Linked DNA regions of Sus scrofa: region 1 is linked to region 2. A link is a contact called in public HiChIP or PLAC-seq data. All regions are on one chromosome and are shown on one strand. Each heading gives the region's core, a stretch centred on a gene start, on an enhancer-like site or on the middle of the called end of the contact. The rest is flanking DNA. Distances are from core to core; before and after follow the strand shown. Region 1 overlaps USP25 (ubiquitin carboxyl-terminal hydrolase 25). Region 2 has its middle 26 kb from the start of USP25.

Region 1 (5,972 bases), core at 3,473-5,972, 160 kb after region 2:
ATTGATTGCTAACTCTACGTTTTCCAAAATTCAGGTTACGTGGGACCTGATTTTCGATGGTGATTTGATTCTATAGTCGCTTGACAAGTTTGCTTCCTCAGACTAGACTCATCACATTTTTATTCTAAAAACTTCTCATATTTTTTTCTAACCGCAGAGCCATTAAATTGTATAGGTGTTTTTTCAGCACAGGTGTTTGGATTCTGTATATCCCAGATATCTTTGTCTTGCTCCAAGTCACACATCAGGGAACATTGGCCTGCAGATCAAATCTAGCTCACCACCTGCTTTTATAAATAAAGATTTATTGGAATACAAGCATCTGTTTACATAGTGCTTTCACAGTGCAACTACAGAGTTGAGTAACTAAACAAAGACTACATAGCCTCCAAAGCCTCTAAAACATTGACTATCCAGCCTTTTAAAATGAAAATTTACTTACAACTTCTAAGGCAATTCTAGTGACTATAGATTGGCAATTTAAATACTTTCGTCAGGAAAGCTAACTTTATATTTGCAAGACCAATTTTGTTATTAAGATCTAAAGGTAAGAAAATTATGCCTTTTAAAATTAAAAATTAAAATGATTTATATTCAAGGAGAATATAGTTGGCCAATAACTGGTCTATATGTTTCTTTCTTTCATTTGCTTATACTAATGTATTTAAAAAGCTTTCACACTTTTATCACCACTGTGTCTTTTAGGTTAGTCCTGTTTTGAATTTTATGGTTTTCCCTGATTTGGTTTTTATTAAGAAAGTTAAGGAAAAAATCCTTATTTTTAATTGCTTCCTAGAGTTATAGGTTGTCAATTTTGAATTGTAGTCGTATTACACACCCAGTATTTGTAGGAGGTTTTTAGGGGAGCTGTGAAATGCATCCATTTGGAGAGAGGGGCTATGAAATGTAAAATGCACATTTAGAATGCAGTACAAAAATGGAAAAATTAAAGGATTAAATAAGTTTATTATGATATTACATGTTTATTTTTCTTACAGTTCCTTAAAATTCTACTTCAAATAACAGTCTTCAAGCTTTGCTTCATCTTAGAGTAATTAGCTTCATTTACCTTCCACCTTCAGTGGGATATAGATCTATAATAATATTTTTTAATTTGAAATATTGTTGCTTTACAATATGTTAGTTTCAGGTGTACAGCATAGTGATTCAGTGTGTTTACACATTATATACTTCATTAACAGTTATTATAAGATAGTGAATATAATTCCCTGTGCTATACAGTATATCCTTATTGCCTACTTTAAACCTAGTAGGTTATATTTGCTAATCTTGTACCCCTATTGTGCCCCTTTGCCTTTCCCTCTTCCACTGATAAAGTATGGAAATTTCTCAAAAATATGAAAATAGAACTACTATATAATTCAGCAGTTCTACTCCTGGGTAGATAGCCGGAAAAAAATTAAAATACTTAACTTAAAAAGATATTTTGTACCCCAGTGATCTATAATACTATCTTAACAATAAACTTTCACATTGAAGAATTTTTGAGAGAAAACTCTGATTATCCTGCCTTTGTATTTCTGTTATCTTCAAATGAAACCATTTATTTAATTTCTTATCAATGTCTAGTACTTTTTATGTTTGTTACTATACTTATAAGTAGTTTTGTATGTCCAAAGTTAAAGTCTTGATCTGATCTAGTTTAATCTTTAATTTCAAACTCTTTGCTTCTATTTTAAATAGTTGTCAGAACAATGTATTTATAAGCAGTTTTCATTGTAGTTTTATATCTTACAATATTTTCTTTCACCTACAGGAGTGGCATCAGGATTATAGGAAATTTAGGGAAACAACCATGTATCTCATAATTGGGCTGGAAAATTTTCAAAGAGAAAGGTAAGGCACAATGGACACGCATGAAAAGGAAAGCCTAATATTTGTACTAAATTCTATTCAGATGTGATCTCATCTATAGAAAGGGTTTATTTGCAATATGTATTTTCACTAAACTTTTTATTTTAAAAGTCTTAGATTTACAGAGAAATTGCAAAGTTAATACAGAGTGCCTGTGTACCCCACGTACAGTATATTTCCATTTTAAATTAAACCTGTAAAGTTGGCATTATTGTCATTATTTTTATCAACTCAAACACTGCAGTTAGAATTAGATTGAAGCCTAGAAGTTTGCTGGGGACCAAGATACTGGTAGTCCAGCAAATGGAATCCTTTGATTCATTCTCCAGCCTCCGCCTTCTAGTCATTAGACTTTTTCCTATTCTTTCTGAGTTTAATCTTGACTTCAGATTATAGATTGTGTTTCTAATCTGTCTCTTTGTTCTGAACTTCAGGTACTATAAAAAAATATACCTGTAGAAAACTGAACACTTGTCTTCTAAATACTGTGACTACAAATATTCTAGATTACTTTTCCTACCAATTACAGATGATTTTAAAGGGATCTCTGCTTATTCAATTATAATTATTGTTATTGAGAAGAAAGGATATTGACTTGTTGACCATTATAAATTATTCACTGATATGCATTTACTTATTAACCACATATTGCTTAATTTACATGCTTTAACTTTAATTTACTTGACCAGTGAATTTTTAAGTGCTATATTTTATTTTTTTTAAATATACCATAATATTGCAGCCAAGTAAAAGGGGTGTTTCTTTTTTTTTCTTTTCTTTTTTATAGTGTAAAGTATAAGAAACTTGCATTGAGGTAATAATGCTATTTTTTTTTTTTAAATGGCAGCGTCAGCTATTACCGTCCAGCATGGTGGCCGCGAGCTGCGAGCCACATGTGACAATTTAAATTGAAATTAATTTAAAATTTCAGTCTAAAAATTCAGTTCCTCAGTCACTAGCCACATTTCAAATGTTCACTAGCCACCTGTGGCTAGTGGCTACTCTTTTGGCCAGCACAGATGTACCACTTCCATTATTGCAGAAAGTTCTGTTGGACATTGCACAGTGTCATCATTTTTACACTTATCAAAATCTTAAAAATTAACACACAAAAGTAAAAAATAATGTTAATACTTGGACACAAATAATCGAAGTCCTAGTCATATAATTTATAAGATAATTCACTTTGGTCTCTGAAGTGGAAAACCATTTTGATCAATAGCTCTGTTTTATAAATTAATATTTTGGTCAAAGTTTTATTTCTTTAATAAGACTATTCAAATATGCTTTTGGATTTTGGAGATTCAGTTTTCTGAGAAAAATGTTAATATGGTTTTACAATTGAATAGAGCGTCTAAAAGGCATTTATACTTTATTGATAAAAAAACTGATCCACAATGATGCAATAACTTTGTTATGGTCACACAACTAATTAAGGGAGAGAAAAATTAAAATAGGGACCTCTGTATTCTTGTATAATTTAATGAAATCAGAAAGGATAAAATGTATTCATAATCTCAATAAGAATTAAAAAGGTGAAACTCATTCTCATGCTGCATATTTTCTCTAAGCTTTTCTGAGTTAACATTTGTTAAAGGATTTTAAATATAATGTGGAAGTATGTTTATATTTCATAATTTGTTTATTCTTAAATGTATTCTTGTGATAAAGGGAATATTAGAGTAGCAAATGTTTACTAAATTTGAAAGATCAACTAGGAAATTAGTAATGGTGACAATATTTATGGAATATTATAAAAAGAAATGTTAATTTTACCACTTTAAATACAGCGGTTACCATAGCTAGCAGTATATAAAACATTGCCAAAAGGTTCTATCAGACTTATTTTTAATGAAAATATAACACTTTCATTCTGTCGTGGTGCAGTGGTTAACGAATCCGACTAGGAACCATGACGTTGTGGGTTCGATCCCTGGCCTTGCTCAGTGGGTTAAAGATCTGGCGTTGCCGTGAGCTGTGGTATGGGTTGCAGACACGGCTCGGATCCTGCGTTGCTGTTGCCCTGGCGTAGGCCGGTGACTACAGCTCCGATTCAACCCCTAGCCTGGGAACCTCCATATGCCACGGGAGTGGCTCACAAAAAAAAAAAAAAAAAAAAAAAAGAAAGGAAATATAACACTTGAAAGCTATGAATGGAATATTTATTGACAGGCCATCATTACTTCTGTGAGTAGTGAAATAAAACCATGTTTTTAGAAACCATAATTTTACAGTAGTAAAAGTTGAAGAGAAAGAGAATCCATCAGGCTACATGGTCTTGTTTTATCTTAAAAAAGAATTTGGTAACTATACTGCTGAATTTTATTCTCATTTACTTAAAAATATGTTTATAGGCACTTTAAAGGTTGATAAAATGTGGAACATTTTGTATGCCTAACTAGAAGATTGGAACAAGGTCATGGTTTCAGAGCTATTCTCAGAGAGATGAGTCAGGACTAGAAAGCCAGATATGGATGTCATTCGGGGAAGACCTTTTAATAGGAAGCTTAAATAGCTGTAAGAGATAAGGTAGATGTGCCAGCAAACTAACTCAATTTAGTGGCGTAAAACAACATTTAATATTATTATCACTTTCTAAACAATAAAAAAAGCTTAAGCTGAGCTTATACCCACAGTATTTCAAAATAAAAGTTCATATCCTAAATTTCCTCAAAAACAAATTCCTGGGAAAAACCATTTTCAAAAAAAATGTTTTAAAGGACTTATTTTTGAAGTTCACATTGTGGCTCAGGGGGTTAAGGACCTGACTTTGTCTCTATGAGGATTCAGGTAGGATTCAGGTTTGAACCCTGGCCTCACTCAGTGGGTTAAGAATCTGGTGTTGCCATAAATTGTAGTGTAGGTAGCAGATGCAGCTTGGATCCTTTTTTGCTGTGGCTGTGGTCTAGGCCTAAGCTACCCTCCAAATCAACCCTTAGCCCAGGAATTTCCATATGACTCAGATGTGGCCATAAGAAAAGAGAACTTACTTTTTATGAAATAGTTTCACTCACATGTAGTTTGATTTGTCATGAATATGTACATTAATTCCCACATGGTTGTACATTTAACATTTGAACCATGGAATTGACTTGTATCTGAGCACCTGAAATTAAGTAGTAAACAGTAACACTTTTTTTGCAGTGTAACTTAGAGTTTTAGAATATTGTTTCTGTACAGTATTTCACTTTTTAGGATGTTGCATTTTTCTGAATCTGTGAGAAGATGTATTATGATTGAAAAACTGACACATAGGAGAAAGCTTAAAATATCTTTCATATTTAGTTATGCAAATATATAGCTGTGTGTGTATATATATATTTTTTTCCCCCATGGCATGTTAGGAGAAGAATAATCATTTTAGAGACAAATGTAATACACAAACATTTTCCTCCTCTTCCCTTTTTAAAACCTAGTTGGAAGGTCATAAACATATATTCGTAACATACCAATATATTAAATATAAAACAAAGGCAGGCCCTTGCATGCCTTTAATTTGGTGTTTTGTTTGTTTGGATCCCACTAGATTTCCCAGATTTAGAAGCATTTTTTACTCTCTCTCCTTCCACCATTTGCTTTGAATGTTCTCCTCTGTGTTACATTTTTCTCAACGACTACAACTGTGCCCTTGCATAGAAAAAAAACAAAAACAAAAACAAAACCTGACTAAAAAGTAGTCACTGAATGAACCAGACCAAATGATGTTTGTGATAAAGAAACAAAGTAATCTGATCTTCCCTCAAACAAAAACTGCATTATGTTGTTAAAAAAAAGATTGTTGATTTTCACATCAGTGTTAATTTTGAGTATAAATGAAAATAAATACCGAAGAATCAAGAAGGAACTCCGAATCATCAATTATGGCCTTTTTCTCCCAGACTTTTCTTAATTACTAGCTCTATTTTTTGTTCTGGTGGTGTTTTGTATGTTTGTTTTACTTTTAAGACATTACTGGTATCAGATGTGGCTGTTGCAGGAAAAAAAAAAAAAAAAAAAAAAAAAACCTCTCAGGCATATAGTACATCATCAGCTATTTTTTTATTGTAATGTTCTGGATGGATGATCAAAATTTAAATGTATACTTAAAGTGTTGTATA
Region 2 (5,951 bases), core at 1,804-4,303:
GGATCCCACGTTGCTGTGGCTCTGGCGTAGGTCAGTAGCTACAGCTCCGATTAGACCCCTAGCCTGGGAACCTCCATATGCCGCGGGAGCGGCCCAAGAAATAGCAAAAAACAAAAAAAAAAAAAAAAAAAAAGTGTCCCATCTCTGACCCACAATTGGCCTGACATATGAGATAAGATATCAGATTATCATAGAGCCACTCAATGAGGAAATCCTTCATGATACTATACCAAAATAACAATCATTTAAACTTGGATAATGTTGGTGGCTTGTTGTAGCATCTGTCAGTGACTCTCTCATATTAACCAAAACCAAAAGACAAAAATAAAACTTTATTTGTAATGTCTGAAAGAAAAATATATCATTTTCCTTCTACCCTTCCATCCAGGTTCTTGACATATTAATTATTTTAAAAAGCATAAAAAGTTATTTAACCTAAGTTTTATATAACATAGGCACCTTCATAAGGAAGTGAAGACCCAAAGAAGCAGTGTTTATTGTTGTCATTTTCTTTTTACAGCCACACCTGTGGCATATGGAAATTCACAAGCTAAGCATTCAATTGGAGCAGCAGCTGCCGGCCTGTGCCACAGCCACAGCAACACCAGATCCAAGCCGCATCTGTGACCTACACTGCAGCTTGAAGCAATGCTGGATCCTTAACCCACTGAGTGAGGCCAGGGATCGAACCTGCATCCTCATGTTAGGTTAGGTTCTTAACTGGCTGAGCCACAATGAGAACTGCATGAAGAAGCACTGTTTTTATGGTGAGTTTGTTGAAGAATGACAAATCATGGGAAAATGTGACAGGATAAAAAGGGTCTGAGGTAAGTGAGGTGAACAGGAGGAAAGTTAACAGGATCTGTTCATTCACATTCAGAGATGAGGATGCTGCTTTCCTCCTGGTAGCAAGAGGGCACCTCTCACTTCGGGGTCTTATGACCTGCCTCAGAGAAGGGCAGAGAGTCCTTCCAGCACCTTCCATTTCTCAAATTCCTTCAACTTAAAATATTCAATACATCAAGGTGCCATATTTAAAGCCCATCCAAGTAACAATACTTTCCCTTTATTCCAGAAAAGTTTCAATAATCAAAATAATCCTGAGATTGTGGCACTAAATCTGATACAAAAAGTATTTTAGGTTAAGAAGCCAGAATAAGAAGTTTCATAAATGTACAGTGAAATGCTGAGCTTGAACAAAGTTTCCAGATACCATGAGTTATTTAAATAAATATATTAATGCTCAAAATAAACTGACAGAACAAAATAAATACAAATATTACTCTTGATTAATGGGAGTATAAATAATGTAACCTCTGAGGAAGATTGTATGAAATGGCAGTGATTGCTATTGTTATGTTTATTAATTGAAAGGAAACTGTTTCATAAATAACTAAAAACAATGTTCGCTGTTTCAACAGTGAAAATTGACAAAAACTAAAACATTAAGCTTCAACTCAGATTAAACCCGGACAGCTTTTAATTTCTTTTAAGTTTTAAAATATACTTCAATAAGATATTTAGTTCCAGTAGAATATTTTTATATCTCGCAATTAACTATTATTATGTGTGCTTACAAGTTTAGAAATATACAATTAGAAATAACAGGCTTCTGGGTTCATCTTTGACAGGTAAAGGATTTGGAAGTTGTCACTGCTGTCTTTACAATAGTGTAACAGAAAAAACTGGACCAACTGAAAATCCGTGGTGATTCTTGAACCTGTCAGAGACCTGAAGTCACTGGGCAAATTGCCAGGCAGAAATCTGAAGAGACAAGTTCATCTAGAGAGACACAGGTGAGACTTGCTGACCTTGAACAGAAGCTTCTGGAGCCATAAACTCGTAGGAACACTGAAAGGGTAATTTTGGTGAATGGCTGGAAGCAGATCGTGGAGTAAGATAAAACTGAGGAACTTCTACGGCTGCTGTCTGGAAAGGGCCCCACATTTTCATGGGCTCTGAGTCTGGTACCTCTACTAGGTTCTTACTGTGAAGATCCAAGAAAGAGCCCTGTGGCTCTGGTGGGGGAAGGAAGAATAATCATTGTGAAATAAACCAACAGTTTTGAATATAATGAGGATTATTATGCTTAAAACTCCTGGGGAAAGGATTTTTCAGAGCCTTTTCCCAGCTGGTGGAAGAGAAGTCCTTCCACTCCACCCCCTGTGGGCTTCCTGTCCCCCCTCCTTTTTTTTTTTTTTTTTTTTTTTGTCCTTTTGCCATTTCTAGGGCCACTCCTTCAGCATATGGAGATTCCCAGGCTAGGGGTCTAATCGGAGCTGTAGCCACCAGCCTATGCCGGAGCCCTAGCAAGGCGGGATCCCAGCCACGTCTGCAACCCATACCACAGCTCACGGCAACGCCGGATCCTTAACCCACTGAGCAAGGCCAAGGATCAAACCCACAACCTCACGGTTCCTAGTCGGATTCACTAACCACTGAGCCACGATGGGAACTCCCCGTTTCCCCTAAAGAACGAAAACAAGCAAACAAAACAACATTGTCAACAAGGATCAGAGGTTCATGGAAATAGATTGGGATGGCTGCAGTGCAGCCAGAAAAGGGAGTACAGAGCAGTGGGTAGGAGAAGCTGTACCATCTAGAAACACCTGTAAAGGTCACAGTCCAAGGAAAAGGACACTGAGATTTAATTGAAGGATCGTAGATGTGCTCCTTCACCCACACCAAACCACCACACCAACAGGGCTCCAGCAAAACAGTGGATTACACTTCTGAATCCTGTAAGAAGCAGACGCTCTCTGAGGAGACATACTCAGGGAAGCCCAATGTCAAGGGCAAAAACAAATTTGAATCCTGTAGACTCTATTGCTAGAGCAAAAATTAACATAAATCCTCACATTGCAGTCCTGTTTATCTCAGTTCTAATTATTCATACATATCATATTCACCTTTCACTACAAAATTACAAGGGCTGGCAAAGGCAGGAACAAACATAGTCTGAAAGTAACAGAGAAAGATTTAGAACCAGACTTAGATATAACACAGATTTGGGGATGCACAGACAGGGGATTGAAAATAACTCTGATGAGCCTTTCTACACTACCCAGAGAGGGCGGAGTTTCTCTTGTAACTGAGAGGGAAATTTTCACAATGTCCAGAGACCTTGAAATCCTCAAATTCTTTGCATCAGGAACCCATTTCGGTGGTACCAACCTTGGCTTCCACATGGAACAGTATGTCACAAGATGCATCTATATCATAAATCTGAAGGAAACCTGAGAGAAGCTTCTGCTGGCAGCTGGTACCATTGTTGCCTTTGAAAACCCAGCTGATGTCAGTGTTAGATCCTCCAGGAATACTGGCCGGTGAGCTGACCTCAAGTTTGCTGCTGTCACTGGAGCCACTCCTACTGCTGGCTGCTTCACTCCTGGAACTTGGAACCAAATCCAGGCAGCATTCCCGGAGCTGAGACATCTGGTGGTGACTGATCCCAGGGTTGACCACCAGCCTCTCACAGAGGCACCTCCTGCCTACCTTTGCTCTGTGATGCTCCTCTGTGCTATGTGGATGCTGTCATCCAGGCAACAACAAGGGAGCTCACTCAACCAGTCTGATGTAATGGATGCTGGCCCTGGCAATTCTGCGAGTGCATGGCACCATCTCCCAGGAACACCCATGGAAGGTCATGCCTGCTCCCTATCTACTTCTACAGAAATCCTAAAGTGATTGAAAAGGAAATACAGGGCACTGTTGGAAAGGCTCTGAACAAGGAGGAATTTCAGAGTGAATGCACTACTCCAGCTCCTGAGTTCACTGCTACTCAATCTGAGGTCGCAACCTGGTTTGAAGGAATAGAGGTGCCCTCTGTACCTTTTCAGTAGTTTTCTACTGAAGACTCGACTGCAGCTTCCACTTCTCAGGCCCCTGAATGCGTAGGAGCAAGACTTGAGTGGTCTTAAGCCATTTGTCCATAGGCTCTTAAACTGAAAATGGAAATAAGATGGATGGAAAATAAACAGTTTGTAAAGAATTTTTTTGAATGAAACAAAATGCTATGATTAATACAGTAAAGGTCCTAATGGAAAAAGAGGACAGAGGGGTGATGTAAGTAGAGAGATGGAAAATCTAGGAAAGAATCAAAAGGAAATATGAGAAGTTAAAAAAAAAATTGTAACATAAATGAAGAATGCTTTCCATGGGCTCAGCAGTATGTATGACACGGCCAAGGAAAGAATCGGTGAGCTTGAAGACAGATGGATACAAATAGTTCAGAGAATCCAAGGGTTGAAAGAGACATTAAAAGTTATTTAGGGGATTTCCCATTGTGGTGCAGCAGAAACGAATCTGACTAGTGTCCATGAGGATGCGGGTTCAATCCCTGGCCTCACTCAGTGGGTCAGGGATCTGGTATGGCCATGAGCTGTGGCGTAGGTTGCAGACACAGCTCAGATCCTGTGTTGCTATGGCTGTAGTGTAGGCTGGCAGCTGTAGCTCCAATTCAAACCCTAGCCTGGGAACCTCCATATGCTAGATGTGTGGCCCTAAAAAGCAAAAAAAAAAAAAAAAAAAAAAAAGAGGTATTTAGCATATCTTTTCATTTCCTTCTGAAAAGTTGGGTTAAAATACATTCTCCTTTCTGATGGTATGCCAGTGATATACATAATTATCTAACTCTTTCTGTCAAGACTATTGCAAAAAAAACCCATATCATTTTGACACAACTAACAGATTAAAAACCCTTAGGCATTAAAATACTATTTGCTTCTAACAAGCAATGCAGCACCCAAGTTACACATATTTGTGATTTAATTTGGAGAAGTGGAACATGATTTTCCCACTATTGCATATTATTCTGACCGATTCTTTTTTAACATATTTGCACTGTCATTCTTATACTAAATGTCCTACACTCTTTACACTGTACTTTTTATACTCTATGCCTACTGCTACTGTGATCCTTTCTGGCATTAAGGATCAGTTGTCAAACATTGGAACTAAAAGCTCTTATTTATGGCCTTGCCTCCTTGGACTCCAGTATTTAACGTCACTCTGTCAGTGTTCGATTTCAGTCCAGCTGTTCATGTTTGCACATTCAGGTAACTTGCTTCCAAATATTCATGACACTGAACTATTGAAGGTCAAGTTATACTAAATAGACTTTTAAATATATTGTAATTTCAGAAGAATAGTGCCTCATTTTCTTAAGATTATTAGCTTTTCCTGGTTTTGTTGAATGAAACTGGTCTTTAAGCTTTTAGTCACATCATGGACTCATATGTGAAATTCTGTGCTAGTGTAAAGATGGCTAAGAAGAGGTGGCTCCCGTCTTCAAGACATGAGCAAGCTAGAACTGTGGTATTAGAGTCACCTTGGACGCTTTTAAAATTGTATCATTCAGGCTGGAGTTGAAGCCCAGGCATATATTTCTACAGAGCTTCTCAGATAATTTTAATGTGCCACCAGGATTAAATGACTGAACTATATAGTGAGAAATATATTGTGCAAATAAATTTGAAAATGATAGATAAGAATGTCACACACACACACACACAGAGCACTCATGAGATTTCAGAGGGTGAGGAATTTATATCCAACAGAGAAATTAGCCACAAATCTTTCTGAGATTAAAAGGCTGTAAACATTTGGAGAGAAATAACTGACTGAGTCGAGATGCATTCCTAGCAGGCGGACAATAATACTGAAGGAAGCCAAAGAAATACACTTTCAATGACCCTTTGAGCCATATGAGAGGAAACAGGCCCAGAAGAGATTACTGCAAGGAATTGTGGAAAGTAAGATGAGACAGCAAACAAAGGCAGCTCAAATTGAGAAGATCTTAAAAACTTGAATTTCAGCGTGATGTCATTACAAAGCCCTTCTTAGGAGTTCCCATCATGGCGCAGTGGTTAACAAATCCGACTAGGAACCATGAGGTTGCGGGTTCAATCCCTGCCCTTGCTCAGTGGGTTAAGGATCTGGCATTGCCGCGA

The links. HiChIP or PLAC-seq counts read pairs in DNA pulled down with a chosen protein or histone mark.
Region 1: a contact with region 2 is called in an H3K27ac HiChIP or PLAC-seq map of skeletal muscle. The contact joins two enhancer-like sites. A contact is called at or near these places in 2 of 47 Hi-C or Micro-C datasets (both in skeletal muscle) and 1 of 2 datasets of contacts at active chromatin or transcription factors (skeletal muscle).

What each region holds. Positions count from the first base shown.
Region 1 is chr13:180,697,894-180,703,865 of Sscrofa11.1, forward strand. It overlaps USP25 (ubiquitin carboxyl-terminal hydrolase 25), which reads left to right. Exons shown (of 24, transcript XM_021070825.1): 21 at 1,778-1,857. Among named protein-coding and RNA genes, the nearest start is that of USP25, 130 kb to the left of the region's middle. Within about 2 kb of position 4,723, at least 5 of the 83 cell types and tissues checked have an H3K27ac peak or open chromatin away from gene starts, as enhancers often do. A contact at or near this core is called in skeletal muscle, where this site is marked.
Region 2 is chr13:180,542,263-180,548,213 of Sscrofa11.1, forward strand. It overlaps the pseudogene LOC110256265. Among named protein-coding and RNA genes, the nearest start is that of USP25, 26 kb to the right of the region's middle. Within about 2 kb of position 3,054, at least 1 of the 83 cell types and tissues checked has an H3K27ac peak or open chromatin away from gene starts, as enhancers often do. A contact at or near this core is called in skeletal muscle, where this site is marked.